Regions from separate parts of the Mus musculus genome. Here all the other regions are linked to region 2. The links are chromatin contacts, called in public Hi-C maps. All regions are on one chromosome and are shown on one strand. The core of a region is the stretch at or near the end of the contact, and the rest is flanking DNA. Distances in the headings are between cores, read along the strand shown.

Region 1 (2,832 bases), core at 126-2,625, 130 kb before region 2:
TAAAGGATTACTGTGCTACAACCTGCAGAGCAAGAGAAGCTAAGTAACAAGGAGGGCTCAAGGGGGAGATACATGAATCTCCCTGGTAAGGAGAAGAACAGACATAATGGATAAACTGGGAATGTGTGGGGATGGGAACAGGAACATTCATATGGGGAAAGCTGGAAGGAGGGAATAACAATACCGGGAGAGACAACTGGAACTGGTTGGGGGACAAGTTGGGAATGAGCTAGAAACCTAGTTCAGTGGAAATTTCCAGGACTCTAAGAATGTGACCTTAGCTAAGACTCCTGGTAATGGGGACTACGGAGCCTGAACCAGCCATCTCCTGTAACCAAGGAAGACTTCCTGGGAAGGAACTGGGATACCAACCCAACCACAAATCTTCCAACCTACAATCTGTCCTGCCTACAAGATGTGAGACTCTCCCATGATTTTACAGTGAATGCTTCCACCCCTACTTCCCAGTTAGCTAAACCAACCTAGGGGACTTGCAATCACCTAGGCACAACTACAGTGGCTGAGACAGGATTTGAACCCAAGTCCTCTGACTTCTTGTCCAGCTGTTGATTATTGCCATACGCCCATTTATTGAGGACCTTGATGTAACTCATGGAGAAACAGGTCCCGGAGGAAGAAGCAGCTCATTGCAGCTGGCAGCAGATTGTGTCTGGAATTAGATTTAGAGTGCCTGGCTTCACAAAGACACTGACTTCTGAACTTCCAGCTGCTGCAGCCGGCGCCAGACCGAAGCTGCTGATGGTGCTGGAGAGGTTCAAGGCCCCAGAGACATGCCTGTAAGATGTTTGGCTCAGTAACTGTCTTATGGCATCATCTAGATATCGATTCAAGGGGCAGTTATGGGCTGTGAGGCTAAACGTGGGGTTGCCATGGATTGGGGAAACAGATGACATACCCCATTTGATCCTCCAAGATCTAGCTTGCTCACTTCTCATCTAGGACAGCTGAGCTTTTACTTGAGGCTGTTTGCCATGGTGTTTTCTGTCAATGCTCAGTGGGCTGCAGAGTCATCTTCTGGTGCTGTGGGAATGGCCACCTGACTAGGCCAGCCCAAGACGCTGCCACTGTGTATCTAACAAGCCAGCTCCTGCATGACCCTGATGTAAGAAACCCAGTATTATTCTTTGAAAGCACTCCACAATATTTTAATCCATATCTTCTGGGAAGAACTATAGACTGAGAGGATGCATGGAGTGAGATTTAAAAAAAAATTATGGTTGTACAAAGTCCAAATCACATGGAGCCTGGTTTTTAATTTGAGCCTCAGTGGTTTGGTCTGTTAAATGGATCCAGTAGTGGGGAAGCTTAAACAAAGTATTGTACACACTGTCAAGCAGGTGGCAGTAATGATTGCACTGAATACAATTCTCAGAGATAGAAAGGATCTAATTAGATATGAGATCTGTTCCCATTCTATTTCAGAGTTTTCCTGGATCTACCTCAGGAATAGGGTAGCAGCAGGCTTAATTTCTGTTGACAAGGACCAATGTTTTTAAGCTTCTGCCTAAAAATGAGTCACCATACAAGAGGCTGATTGGCTGACACCAGTTCTATTTTGCTGCGTACTGAATAATGAGGGGGGGGGGATGGACTGGTTATTAATGCAGAGAAGGCGGGTGGGGGAAAGCAATGAATAGAGACACAAAAATAGCCTCAGTAATTATAAGCCTTACAAAGCCTGTTGTGACGTACCGTGTGAGTCAAAAAAGAAGTGTGTGTGACATGAATCATTCTATGAATAAGAGAAGAAATCTTACTTCCTAAAGTGGGTTTTTGTCAGCAGTAATGCTCCATGCTGAAAAATGTATACTTTTCAGCCAATGATGGATACCTTTGCTGGGGCTAGGGGGATGGGGGAAAGATTGTGGGAAAGGGTGAATAGGAGAGGAGCAGTGGGTGGGATGTAGAGTGAATAAGTAGTAGTAGTAGTAATAAGAAACATTTCTTCTTCAACACAACAAAAATGAAACCAAAATTCTCATGGCAATTCAGTCTGAGCTCAGCTCTGGACTCACCTTAGTGGGAAAATTACAACATACTTCAGCAAGTTTTAATGTGTTAACCAGTCTCTGCCTCTTTGAAAATACACGATAGCAGTTTTGGCTTGGGAACTGCGATATGAACACATCGATGATCCTGGCAAGCTATGCAGCTCAGTGAGAGAGGCAGGAGGAAGAACGGAGAGAAGAGAATCTATATGAGGTGAGCGGAGCAGTCCCTTGTGTTTGCAGACTGGAGTTGGGAAGCAGGGCAGGTACCGTGGTTGGACTGAGACTTGTTGTAAGCATCAGAACATCCAGCCTGTCCTCTCTACCAGAGCATCCTCTGGATCTGCAGGATGGATGTTCACCTCTCCCAGGCCGACTAGTCCTGGGAGAGTCTGCAGGGTCTGCTTCCTAACTCCTGGGTGCCACCTTCTCACTGTGGCCTAACACAATAGAAAAAGTATGGTGGTCTTCAGGCTTCTCATTTGTCAAAGCGTTCATATCCTGTTCGTGTGGGTTCTGCCTTCATGGATCTAATTCCTTCCCAAAGACCTCAGATCTTCCTATAACCCCAGTGCCTCAAGGCTAGGTTTCAACATATACATTTTTGGGGCTTCACAAATATTCAAACCATAATACATTTCAGTCATCTTCTTCCTAATGGTGGCGATCAGTGAATTAATACTTTTGAAGCTTGGCTGCAGGTTTCCACTGATTTCATTAACTAATTCTACAGCGTTCCAATTTGTTGAAAGTCTAGTTCTACTGGGGCTTTGGTAAATGGGATAGAGAGATGGTAGGATCCATCACATATACAGACACTAAA
Region 2 (2,700 bases), core at 136-2,635:
TCTGAGCACTGCCTTCCTTCCTTTCTTTCAAAACTCCGAGTTAGTCAAGTCTCTTGGTATTGCTTAGTGTACTTTTATGATATTTATTTAGGTATTTGTTTTAATTTATATGTGTGGGCAGACATTATAACTAAATGAATTTTAGATAGAAAGTTGGAAAAACAATTGAATGTAGAAGATGTTCTAAGAACAGATTTTTTTCCAGTGAGAAAACAATATAAACACAACCCCTGCTTGAGACCTACAAGCGCTCTCTCTCCTCAGTATTCTTTTGTCATTGGAATATGTGGACTTATTTCACATCATGTGCCCCAATCCCACTCATCCATCTCCCTGTCCCTTTGTACCCACCTTTACCCTTGCAACCTCCCCCCAAAAGAAAAAAAAATCTTGTGAAATCTGTGCTGTGTCACACAGTGTGTCCTAAAGTATACCCTTTGGTCCACACCTCTTTGCTAGCAAATATTCATCACAATGAGCCATTGGTTTGGTTTGAGGCCTCTGGCTTCTACTACACTATCAATACTGGATAATACTGGATCTGTGATTCCTCTTCCATATCCCATTGTTGCCTTGTGTCATGGAGATCCTGCATCTTTGGATCTGTAGGACCAGACCCTCCATGCACTCAAGCAGTTCATAAATGAGGTAGATGTTTAGGGTGGGCCAACTCAAAGCCCCGAATCTGGGCCTGAATGGTAGCTAAGCTGATCAGCCAGCCAGTTCTATACCCATACCACTAGGGTGAGATCTCCAGCAATGACTTGGCTAGCTCAACCAATGATGATAGCAAGGGGCAGAGGGGCTTTCCTGCTGTCATGCCCTCAGGATGGCTCATTGGTGCCCACACCTGCAGGGTCAGCTCTGTTGTACTGATCATGCCAGGTATATGGCTCTTATGTCGCATCAGGCAAGGGGCTGGGCAGGCTCTTGGGGACAGAGGCAGCTCTCAGAACCTGCCATAGATGGTGAGGGGTATGGCAGAGGTAGCTCACCTCTCCCTCACATATGGATGGATGTGCTTTTTATTGTCCTTTCTTTGAGGGTAGATGCAAGTGCCATGGTGACTTCTTGAGCGAGGAAGCAATACAGGTAAACTTGGAATAGATACTGGGAGAAGTTCAAACTACTCCAGCAGGCTCTCTCCAGCCCCCAGTTCAATAGTTACTCCTGTCACTCATTTACACAGTCATTCATGATAGTTACAATGTTTCAGCTTATTCTTGTATCTGATTAGTTTTTCAGATTGCTTCTAGATGTTTGCTATTGCAGATGAATCTTGAGTAGGCTACCATTTTCTAAAAGAATTGTGGGACTGTGTCTATTATTTGACTTGTGTTGGATTTGTCAAGTTCCTTTTAGAGTTTTTTAGCTGCCATGGTTTGCATATGACTTCAGTGTCCCCTAGTGGAGGGAGGCTTGGTGCCCAGGGCACCATCAATGGGAGATGAGGGAGCTCTGAAGATGTGGTAAGTAATAGGAGGTCATTGGATCCCTGGAGATATGTTCACAAAAAGAACTTAAGTGATTTCCTATGAGTCCTTGGCCATTTTTATAAGAAGATGGTTATTAAAAGGAACATGTCTTTCTTTCTCTGCCCTCTTTCTCCCTGATCTCTCCTTCTCTCTCCTTCCTGGATAAGATTGTGACTGCCTTACTCTAATGTATAACTCTTGCCATTACCATCCCACAATTCACAATTTGTTACGGGGGCTCATCAAAACTTACCTAAGGCAGGCTCCACACCCTTGAACCTAGAAAACTGTGGAGAAAATAAACTATGTTCTTCAGCAGTAGTCTGGGTCAAGTATTTCACTGAAGTGACTATGTCTGACCAATATACTCGATATTAGTTTCTTTATCTGAAAAGGAGAAGTAGGAAAGATGGAAAAGCACTAGCCCTACGTTAGAGGACTTTCCTGAGGTGGCTCTGATTCGGCTACATGTTAGCTCTTAGTTTTGTGATCCTGGGGAAATGGCCCCTCTTATCTACTCTTTTGTTATCTTTAAAACAATGAAGCATGGAACCATTTATGAAGCTAATACGTTTGAAAGTATTAAAGAGAAAAATGTAAGCTAGCAAAGAAAAGTTTCCTATTTCCAGAAGAAAACCTTCAGGAAGACTTGGGGAATACTTCTATGAGGAATTCAAAAGGTGCTTAATCAAAATAATATAATTCATATATAGTATATAATATGTAGATATATTATAAAACTTTAAACTCAGGCATAACTTATATCTAATCATTCCATTCTTGAAAATTGTTCTTAAGAAAACAACATGTCCCTTAAAATACCTGAATAGCAGCAATTATAATCAGAATGCCTAACTAATGATTAAGTTACCACTTTTAAATTATTATAAGATTATTAAAATAATGTTGAATCACCTGCGGCTAGATGGGCCATAGGCCCTATGAGAGCACGTGCGACCGTTATTCTGCTACAGGGACAGAATATCAAACCAATTCCCAATGACTCCCTGTTATACACAGAGGTTAGAACGTTACACTCCTTATTAGAGAAGCTTCCGTTTGTGACACAGAGATCAAAAAGTGGACAGGGTACAAAGAGTAAGAGATTATGGAGTGCTCAGACCTAAATGGGACATCTATGTCACAGTTACATCCCATCCTCCTAAGGCTTAAGGGTCATTTTGGAAAAGGGGGCCAAAAGAATGTAGAGTCATCAGTAGGAGAA
Region 3 (2,700 bases), core at 62-2,561, 66 kb before region 2:
GTATATTCTCACATTAAAACAAACAAAAATGAGTTAATTTGATTTGTGTGTTTAATGAAAATAACAAATGCTTAGAATTGAATGAAAATAAAAATTATAGGATAGTAGTCAATTGGTTCTTGAAAAGAGATTTATACCCGTAAGTGGCTTATTGGAAGTTTAAAAAGGTTTAAATGTTTAAAAATAAATTAGTCTTCCCATCCAGGAAGCTAGGGGTAAAAGGAATAAAGAAATATTAGAATGGGGATTATCAACAGAAAACCAAAGTTGAAATTAGAAAACTGTACAAATATCAAATCATAGAGTTACTAAGTGAAACCAAGAGCCAATTCTGTGAAAAGTCTCACAAAGTAATTAAAACTCTGGAAAAATAATAACTGGAAGAAAAAGGAAGACACAAATAGAATTTGAATTGACAATAGGATCAGAAACAAATTTTGTACCATCAGAGGGTACAAAAATGTTTTGAAAATTATAGAAATTTCACAAACCATTTTGTACAGAGGAACTTGAATCCTAAATAAGTCAAGAAAATTAAAGAAATTGACAAAATAATCTCAGTACCATAGTCTAATAAACACAAAGGAAACAGAGGTAGAAACCATGTGTGTCTCAAAAAAAGATCTGGCCCAATTATCTTCATGGGGATGTTCTAGCAAACCTTTAAGGAATAGATAACTCCCAATAATATAAAAGAAAATGTGAACTCCATCCAACATATTTTGTAAAGTTAAACAGTGATGTCAAATCAGACAATGCCCACTGTGAGATTAACCTATTATATATTTTTTCTTGCAACCTTAATCTTATTCATAGGTAAGTTGTAAATTTGCTGCTGATCCGTGTACTTCATTATTTATTTGATTTGATTATTGCTGCTTCAAACAAAATTCTAATCTTTAAAGATGATTCTATAAACATTTGATAGAAAAGGATCTTGTTTGGGGGGAAATTTGTTTGGTTTCATACTTGGTTTCAATATAGGTGTCTCAAAGTTCATGTTTATAGTAATTTATATAGTGTAGACATGCACTTTGAATTATGAGCATTTGTTTGGGAGGGAAATAGAGTTAGGGAAAACTGTCTCTAAATTCCCCAATAATCATATATCAAGGTTACCTTTCATCTTTTTACATATTACAAATACCTTCTGCATGTGGGCTACAGAAAGCTACACACATGTTAGATATTACAGGACCGACCACTCTGCTGTGACAGGCTTGCGAAACAGCTCTGTCTGTAATCCCAGGGAAATACGTTCTCTTTGTAGTGCCTTTTCTCTACTAATGCTTTCTGAGATCATTGCTGGAAAGGGAAGTACTATTAGCTCAAATTGCTCTGCTGGATGCTTGCGAGGTGGTAGGAGGTGAGGTGGCTTTGTCCAGGGCACACACATTCCCAGAATCTCTGATGCTTTCTCTTGCCACGCATTTGTCATCATGTGCATTCAGTGTCGCTACTTGTGGTCAGATAATGTGGTGGGTTTGTTTCTGTTTTCATTTTTGTTTGTTTGTTTTTTTAAGAGCTGATAATACTAGCATTGTGTTCAATACCTGATTCTAATGTTTTCTGATGGAGTGACCTCAAGTAGGATAATTAAATTTTCTATGCTACAAAGCCCTTCCTTGTAAGGTGAGTTTATAGCATGGGGTTATTAGAGGGAATATATTAAGTTATTAAATCATATTAAATTCCTTCTGCTGCTCATAGCATGTATATGAGTCCCCCTTCTCTCAAATAAGTCATAGGCCATCTTGGATGAAGATCACCTGACCATCAGATTATCCTGTTGCGCACCCTGCTTTGGATTTCAAAGGAAAAATTTTTTTTATTTTGCTGTCATAAATCAGAAATATGAACAAAGTTCTCAACATTTAAGAAATTGAAAACCTTTAAATGAAGCTGCTCACATCCACATTTTTCAAGTAGAAGTCAAGACTTTATTTACCATTAACACTCAGATTTGAGCAGCGAAGGGGATCATTTTATGTATGCATTTTTTTTAAACAAAGTAATCAGCATGTCTGGGATTACAGAGAGCATTCATTGTCATGATTTTATTTATGTCTATATCAAAGCCCAGGGAATAAGTTGGGCAAAATATTGTTATCCTCATTTTCTATTTGAGAAATAAGACATAGGAATTTCTAGTTGCTGCCTGAGTGTCATGGCACTTGGAGCTCAAATTTGCTGATTTTAGTATTTATTTACTTTTACTTTTTAGCTTTTCTCAAAAGTGTCTTGGGCTTTGGAAGAGTACATGGACTCAAAAGACTAAGATAACAATGTTGCTTGATAGTAATTTGACAATCAAAAATTGAAAACATGCAAACTCTATGGCCTGGCTAGTTGGCTTCTAAAGACTGTCTTTAAAGGAGTTCAAGAACCGAAGAACAAGGACATTTGGTAATATAAACTTGGAAGCAACCTCATGTCCATCTGTAAAGAATAAAAAGTGCTCTCTTCTCTTCATGTAAAGATGGTTAAAACAATAGCCCGCTCTCATAAATGTCTATTGAATGAAAAATTTTAGAATGGTACTTACAGCTGGAGAGCATTCATAAAACATTTTTAAAGTTGAATACTTTGTACTGTTTAAAAATACACATCTGCCGTAATGTTGAATACCTTTAAGGATCCATTCCAATTTCAATATAGTATTTACTTCTGGGAAAAAGGGGGCACATGGTAGGGAGAGCA

Evidence for each region. A called contact is a pair of places that touch in the nucleus more often than the background predicts.
Region 1: a contact with region 2 is called in a Hi-C map of bone marrow-derived macrophages, with 58 read pairs. The contact joins two enhancer-like sites. A contact is called at or near these places in 6 of 484 Hi-C or Micro-C datasets (the HPC-5 cell line, bone marrow-derived macrophages, cortical neurons and 3 more) and 4 of 115 datasets of contacts at active chromatin or transcription factors (bone marrow-derived dendritic cells, bone marrow-derived macrophages, embryonic stem cells and 1 more).
Region 3: a contact with region 2 is called in a Hi-C map of bone marrow-derived macrophages, with 77 read pairs. The contact joins two enhancer-like sites. A contact is called at or near these places in 1 of 15 datasets of contacts at CTCF or cohesin (the NIH/3T3 cell line), 5 of 484 Hi-C or Micro-C datasets (bone marrow-derived macrophages, embryonic fibroblasts and macrophages), 3 of 115 datasets of contacts at active chromatin or transcription factors (bone marrow-derived dendritic cells, bone marrow-derived macrophages and embryonic stem cells) and 1 of 9 other capture datasets (bone marrow-derived macrophages).

Annotation. Positions count from the first base shown.
Region 1 is chr10:87,815,889-87,818,720 of GRCm38.p6, reverse strand. No RefSeq gene overlaps it. Among named protein-coding and RNA genes, the nearest start is that of n-TKctt21, 13 kb to the left of the region's middle. Within about 2 kb of position 1,375, at least 20 of the 459 cell types and tissues checked have an H3K27ac peak or open chromatin away from gene starts, as enhancers often do. A contact at or near this core is called in bone marrow-derived macrophages, where this site is marked.
Region 2 is chr10:87,689,731-87,692,430 of GRCm38.p6, reverse strand. No RefSeq gene overlaps it. Among named protein-coding and RNA genes, the nearest start is that of Gm30073, 110 kb to the left of the region's middle. Within about 2 kb of position 1,385, at least 4 of the 459 cell types and tissues checked have an H3K27ac peak or open chromatin away from gene starts, as enhancers often do. A contact at or near this core is called in bone marrow-derived macrophages, where this site is marked.
Region 3 is chr10:87,755,827-87,758,526 of GRCm38.p6, reverse strand. No RefSeq gene overlaps it. Among named protein-coding and RNA genes, the nearest start is that of Gm30073, 41 kb to the left of the region's middle. Within about 2 kb of position 1,311, at least 5 of the 459 cell types and tissues checked have an H3K27ac peak or open chromatin away from gene starts, as enhancers often do. A contact at or near this core is called in bone marrow-derived macrophages, where this site is marked.